Regions from separate parts of the Mus musculus genome. Here region 1 is linked to region 2. Evidence: chromatin contacts called from public HiChIP or PLAC-seq data. All regions are on one chromosome and are shown on one strand. Each heading gives the region's core, a stretch centred on a gene start, on an enhancer-like site or on the middle of the called end of the contact. The rest is flanking DNA. Distances are from core to core; before and after follow the strand shown.

Evidence for each region. HiChIP or PLAC-seq counts read pairs in DNA pulled down with a chosen protein or histone mark.
Region 1: a contact with region 2 is called in an H3K27ac HiChIP or PLAC-seq map of heart atrium, with 20 read pairs. The contact joins two enhancer-like sites. A contact is called at or near these places in 2 of 15 datasets of contacts at CTCF or cohesin (the G1E-ER4 cell line and the NIH/3T3 cell line), 14 of 484 Hi-C or Micro-C datasets (the G1E-ER4 cell line, the HPC-5 cell line, cerebral cortex and 8 more), 5 of 115 datasets of contacts at active chromatin or transcription factors (the HPC-7 cell line, embryonic stem cells, extraembryonic endoderm stem cells and 1 more) and 1 of 9 other capture datasets (embryonic stem cells).

What each region holds. Positions count from the first base shown.
Region 1 is chr3:79,975,518-79,982,364 of GRCm38.p6, reverse strand. No RefSeq gene overlaps it. Among named protein-coding and RNA genes, the nearest start is that of Gm36569, 92 kb to the right of the region's middle. Within about 2 kb of position 4,529, at least 79 of the 459 cell types and tissues checked have an H3K27ac peak or open chromatin away from gene starts, as enhancers often do. A contact at or near this core is called in the G1E-ER4 cell line, the HPC-7 cell line, female germline stem cells and 1 more, where this site is marked.
Region 2 is chr3:79,905,612-79,912,568 of GRCm38.p6, reverse strand. Gask1b (golgi associated kinase 1B) reads right to left here. Exons shown (of 4, transcript NM_133187.3): 2 at 3,766-3,980. Among named protein-coding and RNA genes, the nearest start is that of Gm36569, 22 kb to the right of the region's middle. Within about 2 kb of position 5,063, at least 56 of the 459 cell types and tissues checked have an H3K27ac peak or open chromatin away from gene starts, as enhancers often do. A contact at or near this core is called in the G1E-ER4 cell line, the HPC-7 cell line, female germline stem cells and 1 more, where this site is marked.

The sequences.
Region 1 (6,847 bases), core at 3,280-5,779, 70 kb before region 2:
GGATGATATCCTCCAGATACATCTATTTGCCTAAGAATTTCATAAATTCGTTGTTTTTAATAGCCGAATGGTACTTCATTGTGAAAATGTACTACATTTTCTGTATTCATTCAGAAACAACCTGTGCTCACACTCTGTGGTTTCCACCCTTGGCCTTAAAGGCTGGGTCCTAATTCAACTCTTCTAAATTGAGCTGCCTTTCCCACCTAGGATGATTCCCTAACTCTCTCTGTTTCCATTTATATGTGATATGCATCCTATGGTATGCACATCTTAAGACAATTGATTGTAGCATTCCATTAATTAATTGCACAATTAAACACTAGTTCAATAGACTGTAAATGGAATAGGGGAGGAAAGACATTTAAGTTCTAACTTAAGTTTCACCATTAACTAATTTTCTGATTTTTGGTATGCATAATTTGGTCCCTGAGGGGGAAAAAAAAGTCCCTGAGTGGCCTGGAATTTGAAGTGATCCTCCTGCCTCTGCTTCTCCAATGCTTTTTATAAGACATGCACTGTTACGCTTGGCTTAAGCACCAAGTTTTTTGTTTTATTAGATATTTTCTTTATTTACATTTCAAATGCTATCCCGAAAGTTCCCTATACCCTCCCCCCGCCCTGCTCCCCTACCTACCCACTCCCACTTCTTAGTCCTTGCATTCCCCTGTACTGGGGCATATAAAGTTTGCAAGACCAAAGGGCCTCTCTTCACAATGTGGGCATGTACTCAGAAGATGTTCCAACTGGTAATAAGGACACATGCTCCACTATGTCCATAGCAGCCCTATTTATAATAGCCAGAAGCTGGAAAGAACCCAGATGTCCCTCAGCAGAGGAATGGATACAGAAAATATGGTACATTTACACAATGGAGTACTACTCAGCTATTATAAACAATGAATTTATGAAATTCTTGGGCAAATGGATGTATCTGGAGGATATCATCCTGAGTGAGGTAACCCAATCACAAAAGATATTACTAGATATGAACTCACTGATAAGTGGATATTAGTCCAGAAACTTAGAATACCCAAGATACAATTTGCAAAACACAAGAAAATTAAGAAGGAAGACCAAAGTGTGGATACTTCATTCCTCCTTAGAATGGGGAACAAAATACACATGGAAGGAGTTACAGATACAAATTTTGGAGCTATGACAAAAGGATGGACCATCCAGAGACTACCCCACCCGGGGATCCATCTCATAATCAAGCACCGAGTTTTAAAAGACAGCTTATTTAACAACAATTTTAAGGATAGAATAAATAGGGCCTGGTTCTAAACAGGAGTGGAAAAGTGAAACTAGCTTGTGGCAAGAAACGGGAAAAGCAGAGTCTGGTCTCTTGGTACCCAAGCACCCAGAGAGGGCTGGAGTCAATGTTGAGTCCCACAAAGGCTGTCACCCTTCCTGAAAGGCATGGGGTTTAAGCTCACAAGAGGAAGTAGGCTTGTAGTTACTATTGACTTTTAGGAGAAAAAAATTGAACCACATTGACAGACACACCCCTCAGCCTGACTAGTTTTGTGCTGACAAAAGACAAGGCAACCTGCCATTGCTTGGAATGTATGACTACTAGGCCATACCTCCTAATAGTGCAAATTCCCATGAGCCAAGCATTCAAGCACAATAGTGGGGAGGGGGGGAGGGGGAACAAACCTATTCAAATCACCACAACATTATAATCATGATGAACTACTCTGGAACCTGAAAGCTTGTCACCCAGGCTTGAGGAATCAAGCTAGGTTGTGAGAGCAAAAGATGGCAAGGTTCTGAAAACATGAGTCTTCATACATGTAGTATAAGCTCCAGAGGCCTCTGTTGTCTATTGCTAGCCAAGATAGGCCAACGTAGTCCCAGAGGACCATGCTTATCCTCACAGTAAAAAGAGAGATGACCTTGGTTAGTTTTAACTTATCACCTCTTTCCTCTGCCACAAGCTGTGCTGGGATTCTCCTAATGAATTCAAGTGCTGACAAGGCTCGAATATTTGACTTCTGCACCCATGACACTAAAAGTGGCTGCACAGATGGGTATGAGCAAAGTCCCAACAGCTCCGAGAATCCCACAAAAGCTGTCGTCTTCAGTGAACACAATTTTCACCATTCAAACATGAAGTTCCGTTTTCCATGCAAGTCTGGTTACTAGAAACAAAAGGTAAATATTTCCTCCCCATGTGCTGCAGGAGGAAGCTATATATGGAGAAAAATAAAATATTTCCAGTGTGGAAAGAACACAATAGAGATCTGACCTTCACACACATAAAAACAATGTATGTTGGGAGATTCCCAGTGGGAAGGGGAAGGTAGAAGTTAGTATTGAGCTGTGCTGACCACCACATATTATATTCTCAGATATCACTCAGCTCTTACCAGGAAAAGTAACAAAGAAAATTCAGTATATAGACATCTTGCTTTACTAGAGCATGCCTTCAGTATATCACTGCCTTTAGGAAGTCTGAGTTTTTGAGTAATTTCTTACCACTGTGCAAAATATAAAACCAAGACCAGGATGTTTCAGCTTGTCCTCCAGGTTTAACCAGGAAGACATCTATAAGCATCTGACCATATGGTCCCTCAAGGGAGAAGGACTTGCATGCAAACAGGAAAGGTGAAACAGTCACTCAGGCCACTACTCAGTCTGTAGAGTATTTTCTCCTCATTGTTCTCTGTTATTACATTATTCCTTAACCTCTCCACTGTTCATCTTCCCCTCAAAACCATCCCTTCTATGTATCCTAGCTCAGACAATTTCAGGGATGTCTTCCAAGGCTGTAAAATTCACTAGCATCAAGTTCATGGTTCTAACCTTGTCTGCACCTGCCCTCTCTGGCCCTATAGCTTCTGTATCTCACTCGCTCATACTTAATATCATCATCACTGTCTTTCTATGTTGGGGGTCACTACTTTTTACTGCTGCCAAAACTACATAGGTAATAGGAGTCTTTGGACAGTCACCTCTCTATCCCATCTCTTTTGTATGTGACTGAAATATATTTGTCTTGTTTGCTGAATAAAAGGAATTCTATCAACAGGGAGACACCACTTCCCTATCTCTCACTCCCAAATTCTTTACCTTCTACAGTTCCAGTTTGATCCAAGGCAGCCTTTCAAGATCTCTTACTGGGAAATTGTCATAACTAATCACTTTGTCACTCCAAGTCTCCATGCCTGCCTTCAATTTAGTGTGGTGCTCACAGGGCTGCCAGAGCCAATATCCTAACTCGTCTGTGATGCTCATTCTTCTGTCTGAAGGTCCTTGATTTCTTTTGGCCAACAACATCGTGGAAACTTAGAGTCGGTTTATGTAGGGAAGTTTCAAAAAGTAGGGAGAAAAACAAGAGAAGTATAGAAATATCTCAAAATTTACTGAAGCATGTTTGCTTCTTGTTTGGTATCATGTGCTAATTGTTTTATGGACTAAATCTACAAAGAAATTGGGAAATACTATTGTGTGTATGTGTGCATTATTTCCAAGAACAAAGAAAGGATAGGATAGATCACAAGCTAGTATAATGAGTTATGCATTAGGAGTCAGTGTAGATTTGATCATCTAATTAGCTCTCTAGATTTGTTCCCAACTACACTGTGATTATATAAAATTCTTTTCTTGAGAAATGTACACTATATTATACATAGGTCAAAAAGCATGACCTTTACATCCTACTTTCAAATTATTTAGCTAAAAATAACTCTGTGTGTGGAGGAGTGTGGAGAGAGGGGGAGGGAGGGAGGGAGGGGGCGAGAGAGACAGAGAGAGAGAGAGAGAGAGAGAGAGAGAGAGAGAGAGAGAGAGAATAAAGTAAAACCAATTTGTCATGAAGTTAGAAATTATCACTTGAGGGTAAAGAGTCATTTTCTTTTTCCTGGCAGAACATCCATCACTTCCCCATGCTCTGGCCAAGCCAGAAGCCTTTATCCTCATTTTTACTCATTCCTAATCTCTACTTCCGGTCACTGACAGCCTTGAAAGCCTAAAGATTTGCTGATAATTCTGTCCTGAGGAAGATTGACAGTGTTTGAGTTAAGTCCTCCATTGTCTACCATAGGTTTGCAATGCTGGGAAGCAAATGATTTTTCACATTTCCTGAAGATCTTGAGTTGTTACTGTGATGATTCACTGTGTGGGCCGTCATGTATATTTTTCTGAAATGGACATTTTAAATGTCTTCAGCTGGGGAACGGTTGAGTAATCACGAGGTTACATCTCTAAGGTCCTTGCTCCCACCAAAATTCTTCCTCCACATAGTATTTCCTTGACTTTCATAATGTAGAAGAAATTCAATTAACTGACCCCACATCCCACTATCACTTGGGAGAAGAAAACACTATTTGGTCCTGACAGAAAGGAAGTAAAGCCCGCTCTCAAGCTTGCTCTTTTCCGCCTGACTTTAATTTCCTAGCTGAGCCTAGAATTGCAAGACGCTTAGTATACCAAGAATTCTAAAAATACTAACTCCATGCCTGAGATGGCTCACATTCTTCCAAGTAGAGGGGAATTGTTGAAATAATTGACATGTTGCCAGATGAATGCCTTCAGGTTTCCTCATTTCTTGGGCCTGCTCTTGCCCCAGCCACTCAGGGCTCCTGGCTTTCTTGGTTAGCATGTGGCTGAGGTCGTCAGGTCAACGCTACCCTCTCTCCAGAGGCCACCAGTGCTTGTGTGCGTATTAAGTGTCTGTATATATATTGGAATTTATTTTCGATTCTTTTTCTGCCCCAAGGAGACTTCACAATGGGCTAAACATAATGCAGGTAGAACTGCTGTTAGTTGTTTAGTGACTGGCATGGGTCTGGGTGGGATTTGACTGTTTAGACAAAAGAGGGTCCTAAATCTCACCCCCAAGAGAATCAAGGAAGGAAGGAAGTGGTTTCTATGATGGCATCAGTTGCTTTCAGAGACACCAAGGCCCGGTGACATATCAAAAGCAAGGAGTTTTCTTAGAGAAAAAAAATTAAATTTGCATTATACTTAATTCACTTGATACACACTTTAAGTGTATAGTCTGTACAGTGATCCACAAGTCAGACCTCTGCTCTCAAGAAAGCCTGGTTGTATGTAAAATTAGCCCCTAAGCATAATTTATTAAAAACTAAAAGATATCAATTTGGTCATATACAAAATTTTTCATGTGACATTTTCTAATTGAAAGAGGTAAATGTATAAAACTAGCATTAAAGTATATTGAAAATTCTTCCTAAGCCATGTTCTGAGTATTTCCAGATATCATATAATCTGTCTTAACACTGTCCAAGGCTTCTATGCTCAAAATTGCACATGTTGTTGCACAGACTGTATTCTGACTATCGGCTGTGGCATTCATCCAACCTCCAGTTTTTAGGATTCAGATGGACAGTGGGTGTTGACAACATTGTTCCTCTTCCCACGCAGGCATTCAAGGGAAATGTCCACAGTGGAACAGGAAAACGTCAATGCCATTAAAAGGGGCTTGTTCTAAACAATATTGTCACTGTGCAAATGCCAAGGTCTACTCAGAACTGGAAAACTTTTCATGGCTTCAAGCCTTGTAAGTTTCCACCAATAAGCAGCCCTTACTGTCTAAAATTCTCTATGTAAATCTCCCCAAGAAATTCTCTCTTAGAAGGAAAGGGTGGTGTTATTTTAAAAGCACCACTTAATAAACCCATGTTTTACTACAGTTGGTACGGATGGTTTCCTGTTTACGCTTGTTACATCTATACATATGTGGATGTATACAAACACATACAGAGAAGCTTATTAGAGCACTGAGGGTTATTTTTTTGCCCATGGTAATGATATCGCTCCAGGATTTCAGAAGGTTGGAATTTTTTTCCAGAACAGCAAATGGTATTTAGAATAATGAAATGTGGCCTTTTCTTCTTCTTCTTTTTTTTTTTTTGTATTTTATTATTTTACCCAACAACTGCAAGTAACAGTTAAACCACACTGCTGTTGTACCTTAAACAATAACTCAGTGATAAAGGTATTTAATCCACTAAAAAACAATCAGTGGGAAAGCTGGCTAAGGTAGCACGGGCACAGGCAAGTTGTGAGCTGACAAACTCAGTTATCCGGGTCCATGGCTTTGTGGGGGCCCAACCTCAAAATATGTCATTCATGAACTGCTAGAGTGTGTGAAAGGGGCAAGTCCTGCAGAACAAAAGCTGCAGGGCAACTATGGCACAGGGCAACAGTAGGATCTCCTTTAGGAGCCCTGGTGAGGATCCAGTATTGATACTATAGCAGAAGGATATACCTATCGCATGACATCTCAGCTTCCAATGCTACTGTCACTAATGAATGTGTGATGGAAAGGTGGAGAAACCTGGCGGACTGAATGGATGCACACACATCAGAACTGGAGACCTGAGTGGGAAAGAAGGCTGTGGGTGAAAGAGGAGTGGACTGTTGCCTTGCCCAGAGGGGTCAATGGAAGGTTTTTGTTTGTTTTATTATTTTATTGGTTCGGGGAGGAGGAGGTTACAAGATTGGGAGGTAGATATGGAAGGATTGGGAAATGAGTGGGATTGCAGTGCATGATATGAAATTCCCAAAGAGTCAATAAAAAGAATATGTTTTAAAAATTATAAAATTGCAAATTTTACAAGTAAATAGATGGAATAAACTGAATAAATAGAAACTGGCCCTGCAAGAATAAACACTAGAATTGATTTTTCCTTTAATCTTTAAAAAAAAAAAAAACCCTAAAGGTACAAAAGAAAAAAATAGAGAGCTATCAGAGACGACACGAGGCAGTTCGCCTCCTTCCCTGACTTGAGAATGTGCAGTAACTCCTCTCGCTGTTGTTACAAATTACACAAACTTGGAGGCTTAAAAGAACAGGGTTTTGGTGTCTGTAGTT
Region 2 (6,957 bases), core at 3,814-6,313:
GCAGGCTGGCCCCCTCTGTTGTTTCTCTTCTATTAACTGTCCACAAGAGAAGCAGGTTTGCTCCACCACACACTTCTGCTACAGTCTACCACCTTATCATAGGCCCAAAGCAGTGGGACTGACCAATCACAGACTGAATCAATAAAAGCTGAGGGCCATAAGTCTTTTTTCTTCATAAGTTGTTCTCTCGGCTCCTTGTTTATATCACAGAAAGCTGACTGCTGCAGACATGAATAAGGGCTCCTTTTCATAATATACAAAGTTTCTAGTCAATAAGGAAAGTTATAAAATGTCAATAGTTTAAACAAGAGATTTACTGAAATCAACAAAATACCTGAATATATAATATTCTCAGTCTCACATATAATGTAAAACTGAAAAATGCAAATAAGACCTCATCACCCTTCACCTGATTGGCAGAAACATCACGTTGCCTTCTGCTTTGCACAGTGGAGAAGAGGGAGGACCTATCCAACCTGACATATAAAATGGTAAAATGATGCACTATCTAATGGAAATTAGCCTCTCGCCGGCTCACTGTTAGACATAATGAAAAGTAAAGAAAACTGTAACTTCCCCCAACAGATGTCATTTACATATGTGTATGTGTATGTATATATGTATATGTAGCTGTGGGCTTATCCACTCATGCCCCAGTTCCCAAATAAAAACACAACAGCTCATTATTTATTTAAAAATGTCTAGGCCATAAGCTAGGCTTGTTCCCACTAGCTCACAACATATTTAACCCATTTATACTATTCTATGTCTGCCATGTGGCTACTTAGCTCTCCTCAGTATCATATGTCTGGCTCCCTCTGAGTCAGGGCAGGGAATCTTGCCCTCTGACAATCTCACAGAGTCTCTCTCTCTCTCTCTCTCTCTCTCTCTCTCTCTCTCTTCGTGCCAGATGCCCAACCTTTTAATCCTGCCTTGGCTTATTGGCTATAAGATTTATTGATAGGTGATGTTTCCACAAAGCACACAAGAGATTATCTCTGCATATCTCTGTCTTTGCAAATATTAGTTAAATTAACCATTAATAAATGGTATTCTTGAGTTTTATACAAAGCTTTTAAACCAGAGTTAGGAGCTTCCACTTGATATTACAGTTTGAGCAAGTTGTGGTAAATCCTTGCCCAGATTTCTTCCTCGTGAATTATCAAGGAGGAAAACCTTCCAACCACAAACAGAGGAAGCAACTGCATAGACTACAGAAGCAGAGAGAGCCACACCCCGCAGATAACCAACTTCTGCCTGAAGTGAGCTTGGTTCATTCAGTTGGAAGGGGCTAAAAGGGGGCACCTAAGTGAGAAAGGACCGAACCTTGAGTTAAGACAAGAGCCAATGAATGATTCCAACAAGAAAGCAAATCAAGAGAGATCAAGATGTTGGTCACTACCCACATGGCCCTCACAGAAGCTCACATCTGGCTCCTAGATTTTTCTCTTGGAACAGTGACTGGAGATGGTACTCTTTTCTGTCTAAGAGATGAAGGTACAGTTTTTCCCTTCAAGAATCAAGAAGGCTTGATGTTTAAAACAGAACTTCTGTAGGACTCCAGGAACTAGTGAACACGTGACTCAGGCAAGATTAGCAAACTTATGCTTGCTTCAGCTTCCTCATCTCTAAAGTATAGATAACAACCATCCTCAGTTCCTAAATTACTATCTTAGTGCTCAGTACAAAAGTGCCTAGAAACAAATACACAAAGGAAGTGTTCTGTGAGTGGCAGGTTGACCGTATTATTATTTCAAGCTACATGGAATATTTGTGCCCGTTTCAAATTCACAGTGATGCTTTCACGTGCTCACGTTCATCCTCCAGGCAACAGACACTGTCCCCGCATGGGTAAAAGCTGCCAGTGCTCTCAGAAGCTAAGCTGCATCGGCTGAACTTTGTTCTGACAGTTAGGACAACAAACAGTAGGAAAGCAACACAGTCAACACATACTCTGTGTAAGGGGAGTCCTTCCTTTTTGCCACTTCCTATGCCCCAAAGCAGGAAGGCCCAGTACTTGCTTAAACAAAGACTCTGTTTTGAATGGCCTCTTTCAGATGATTAAATGCCGAGAAATGCCATCACACCCCTGTCCTGCTCAGGCCTCCTATACAGCCTCCTCTGTTTACATCTAAACTTCTATTCAGATCCTCTCTCTTTGCTATTCTGAGGCACGTGTTCCCCCTCTTTCGACCTCAGAACACTTGAAACTAATATTTTGCCACCAATTCTGATATGAATCCGCCTTTTATTTCATATACTATATTTTCCTAACCATTACACTTCCAGAAGGAAACAAAAACCAAAAAACTTTGGAGTGTGATAGTGGGCATAATTACTTTATATTACTTTTATAATATAATGATCATAGGGTGTGTGTGTGTGTGTGTGTGTGTGTGTGTGTGTGCGCGCGCGCGCGTGCAGCGTATGTGTTCTCCTTAGTTGAATAATAAATGAAGCTTGGGTCAGAATGAAATTTACGTTAGGGTTTCAGATTTAAAATACTTAACGCAAGATAATCAAGATAGAGATTTGCCCTTTATTTGCTATCGGTAACTTTTTATGTCTATCAGCTGCAAGCTTCTAGATCATTCTGTGTTGAAACATAGTTCTCCATGGGCGTTTCTGCACAGCACACCAAGCTTGCTCTTCGGTTTTGTGTTTTGTCTTGTTTGGTTTTGCCTGTGTAGTAGTGAGGATATACTCAGGTTCTCACCCATCGAAGACAGGCACTCTGTCATGGAGCTGTCCTTCAAGTCCTGTGGGACACTAATGGTTACACTTGTTAACGTGGTTAACAAATGTATCTTAACTCTGTAGGGGTTATTTTCATCCTTACCAAAATACTAAAATCACATATCCTTCTAAGGCAAATATTCATCAGGTTTGCTAGCAGCCAATAGGAAGACTGGAGATTCTGAGGTTAGGGTTCCATGTCAGAGACAAAGACACCATCAGAAGCATTCTCCAGAACGCTGCTGTATCACCCCCAATGCAACTAGAGATGCAAAGAAGTGTGAAGTGGATACCAGTGGCTCTGTCCTACGTGTGCAGTTCACATGTGTCAGACCCAAGGATTTCCTGACTTTACTAGCACTAGTCATTCTGCAGTGGGCTCATTTGTCAGCTTGCAAGGAAGCTGTCAAAATACATATACTTTCCATGCCTCGGTTCCCCTATATGCAATATAAAGGGGGCTTATTTCACAGCCTTCCTGTATTGATTAAGCTTACAAATGAGATAATACATACATAACACATAACCTGTCTATACCTTAGAACTGAACTCAAACGTTGTTCAAGGTAACAATACCAGGTGACTGTTGTCTGCCTCTCTGCTCCACTAAATGGCCTGCCCACTGGCTTAGTCTTCACTATCAACTCTGCATCACTAACACCAAAGGCCATTCTCTAGGTCAACAGTTCATTCCTTAGACGGTGACTAAGCTAGTGTTTTCTCTACATTTTTTGTTTTGTTTTGTTTTTGAAACAGAGGGTCATGTACATTAGACTGGACTTATAACCTCGGAGGATTCTGTTTCCACTCCTGTCTGTTTCCTTCTTTCCAGTCAAACACACATACTAACAAAAAAGGAGGATGTTTTTATATATGTTCTAAGACTTTTCAGTTCTAAATTCTCTCCCAATAACAATTTAGCAATATGGTAACTTAAAACTACAACCTTGTAGACACTCCAGATGCTGAAGTTTCCTTTGAGGCCTTACAACAAGTCTTAGGAAGCCACAGGAGATTGGATAAACTTACCTGTAACAAAAAATCAAAGAGAGCCATCTTGGACCACTCGTGGTGATGGATTTCAGTGCAGTCCCACTCAGGTCTGGGAACCCGGCCATTCAGCCAGCACTTCTGTTTTAGCAACCGCTGATAAGTTCCCCAGGTGATCTTAACAGAGGAATGGCTATCATTGCTTGCAGATGCTAGAGATGAGTCCCAGAGAATGATAGGGCGAGGTCGGCCATCTACAGAATCAGAAAGCAAATAGTTCACTCAGCATGCTGCTGCATTGAATAGCAAATGTCCTTGGGCAGATCACTCACTAATTCACGTCCTCTCTCACCTGTCGGGCGTGGGACATTTTGTAACCAAATTCCAAGGTCCCTGTGTCTTCACAAGTTTTAAGACTTTTATATAAATGACACTCCTGGTCAGTTATAAGTCTTATGAAGTGGAAAGTTACTGTAGACAGTAAAAGAAAATTTAACAAGATTTATGGATGTGGCAAGAACAGGCTCCTAACTACTACTCAAGCATCCTCTGGTTTAGTGTGGTTTTACTCCACATCTAAAAAAGCAGCCGCCACAAGAAAGGAAAGAATCCAGACATTTATAATTGTCTATTCAAGGTCTGAGCAGAGCGGTCTCTGTTTGTAATAACAGCTGTCTGATTTTCTGAGGCTACATCAGCATGCCAGGGGTGGGGAGAATTTTTAGAAGTCCCAGATTCAAAAGAGAAAATGGATGCTTCGCATCAATTTCTGGAGTCACCAAAGAAGGAAAGCAGGAAAAAGACTGCTTTGGTTTCTGTTTTTCTCTTCTGATAGAAGAGTGTGAGCACAGCAGTGCTCTTGGGAAGGTGGTCACACATTCACACATAGCCTCACAAGGTGTCTTTAAGCAAATGTCACTTCTTCAACTGCATGTGCATAGATGATATTTTTTTTAAATGTCACTAAAGTTGTTTAAATCTCAGTCACTGGATAGAAACGCCATTTCACTGCTCAGCTGAATAAAGTATAATACATCCCTGTGGAATCCTCATCAACAGGAAAGACCTCGATGGAGTCTATTGAACAACAGTTCAGGCTTAAAACCAGAACTGTCATTTGCAAGCCCCCATTTCATCCAAGCAAAGTCCCAGAGATGGTTATGGCCAGGGTTACTTATGATTCAAAAGTCAGCACAGTGCTCTTGAAGAAAACAACTCAATTACAAGCATCTAGGAAGGCAGCCCCCTTAACTCATTCTGAACAAGCCTGAACAGAAGAGCCCTCAGGAATTCTGATGGGAGTGTCCAGACATGCCAGGAATTTCGGAAAGCCCTTTGAAACAGCCTGGGATGTTTGAAATCTACAACTTTCCTCACCTAGCTAGAAACTCAACCCCCCTTGCTTGAATCTTGTAGTGCTCTTATCTGCAGGAAACAGCTGCTGGACCCATTCGGAAGTTGGTGGCACACCAACGGTTTAAACACATTAATTCAACCATTCTAATTGCCCCCCACTCCAGCCTGTCTCGAAGGAAACTCCTCCGACGTCTCATTGATAGTGTCGGGTAGAGCATTTGGAAGGTCTTTGCTTTATACACAGTAGGTACATCACAGTCAATGACACACAGTTAAGAGAAAGAAAGACCCGCAAGCTGACCCAAAAGATCATCAGTTACTGTTTCTTTCCTCCTCCTCCTCATTTCTTTACTAAGTGGTTGAGGCTCCTGAGACCTAATTCAATTCTAAAACAGAAGAGCTAGACAATCTTGTATATCCCAAATACTGTGCTGATTTTAAAAAGGAGAAAGAGAAAGAATAAACTTGTGTACGATCTGTCTATCATATGAGGAAGATGAGCTGGGCCAGTGTGGTCAAATATGAATAGAAAATATCATGCAACTTTCTGAGACAAGCACATGGGACAACTGAACTGTGAGAGGCTGTGAGCCAGTATCCTGGACACGGCCACTCACCAACAGCACTTCTCATCTCAGAGCGAGGAAGTGTTCAAAGGTAACTAAAGCCTGATACTGCATGTCCACAGGACAGTCACTACAAGAACAGGCAGGAAGCTGTTTCCTGTACAACCCAATGGCCAGGAGGAGCAAGAAGTGATCTACAGAAGTCAGAGAAATCTTCTTGCTTCTCTCCACATATTTAAGAGCATCCATGCCTTACTATAAAATTAAATAAAAAGAAGTCTCCTCATTTTAGGCAATGAAGAACACTCTGCATGAGAACATATGAGAAGAAAAACCCAATTGTCTGCTGTCCACGGCAAATGGTTGTTTTGTTTTCTCAGGTTTTCCTGCCCTCTTCACTCTCACTTGAATAAATAAATAGCTTCAAATTTTTAGGAAGAGAACATGGTTAACTCATGACTGAGACTTAGACTATGGGACCCAACAGACCTCTTGCTCTCTAATCTGACTTCCTTGTCTAGTGACATTAAACAAGTGACAAGTCCTGCCTGCCTCTTCCTCCTCCATGTCACAGGGCTGATCATGTATCTTCATAAACAGACTCCACGATTATTAAATAGGACTGTGTATAAAGAAAAATTTCTTTCTCAAACTTTTATCACCTCTACCTGGTGCAAACATTCAGACTTCCCTTCCTCAAGGTTTTTGAGCATATTTAACATATAATTGTTACCTGTAGCCACCCCACTGTTGTAAGACCAGCATGTTAGATAGGTTTACCCTCATTTGTACATTATACGGTGTATGCCTGTAACTAATAGGTAAAATTTTTATGTTGCCGTATAAAAATGCAAGAAAAAAATAAAGCAAATAAATAAAACCCCTCATCCTAGTGTTTAGCATAAATGCATAATTAAGGATGATTTTTATAGCAGCTGTTTCTACACATGCACCTCCAACAGTCTTATAAAACATAAGCCTTTACCCAACCATTGTTGCTTACTGAGCAACTGCTATATGCCAGGTAGTGTTTTGGAGCCTAAAGCTAAATTGTAAACAAGTAGGTGCCAACTTTTTGCTCTCAGGAAGCATAAAGTTTTCACAGGATAAAGAAGCAAAAATTACACAAAGGAAAAAATAGAAGTTTGTGGATTCTCATAATTGTATCATTAAATATTATAGTATGGATGTTTATTCTACAGTTAAATATTTGAGTAGCACTGATGTAATTATGCAGTAAATCTGCAGTAATGTAGCCCAGTGGTCTGCATACTATGCAAATAGCAGTGAGTAAACATTTGGGCCTGTG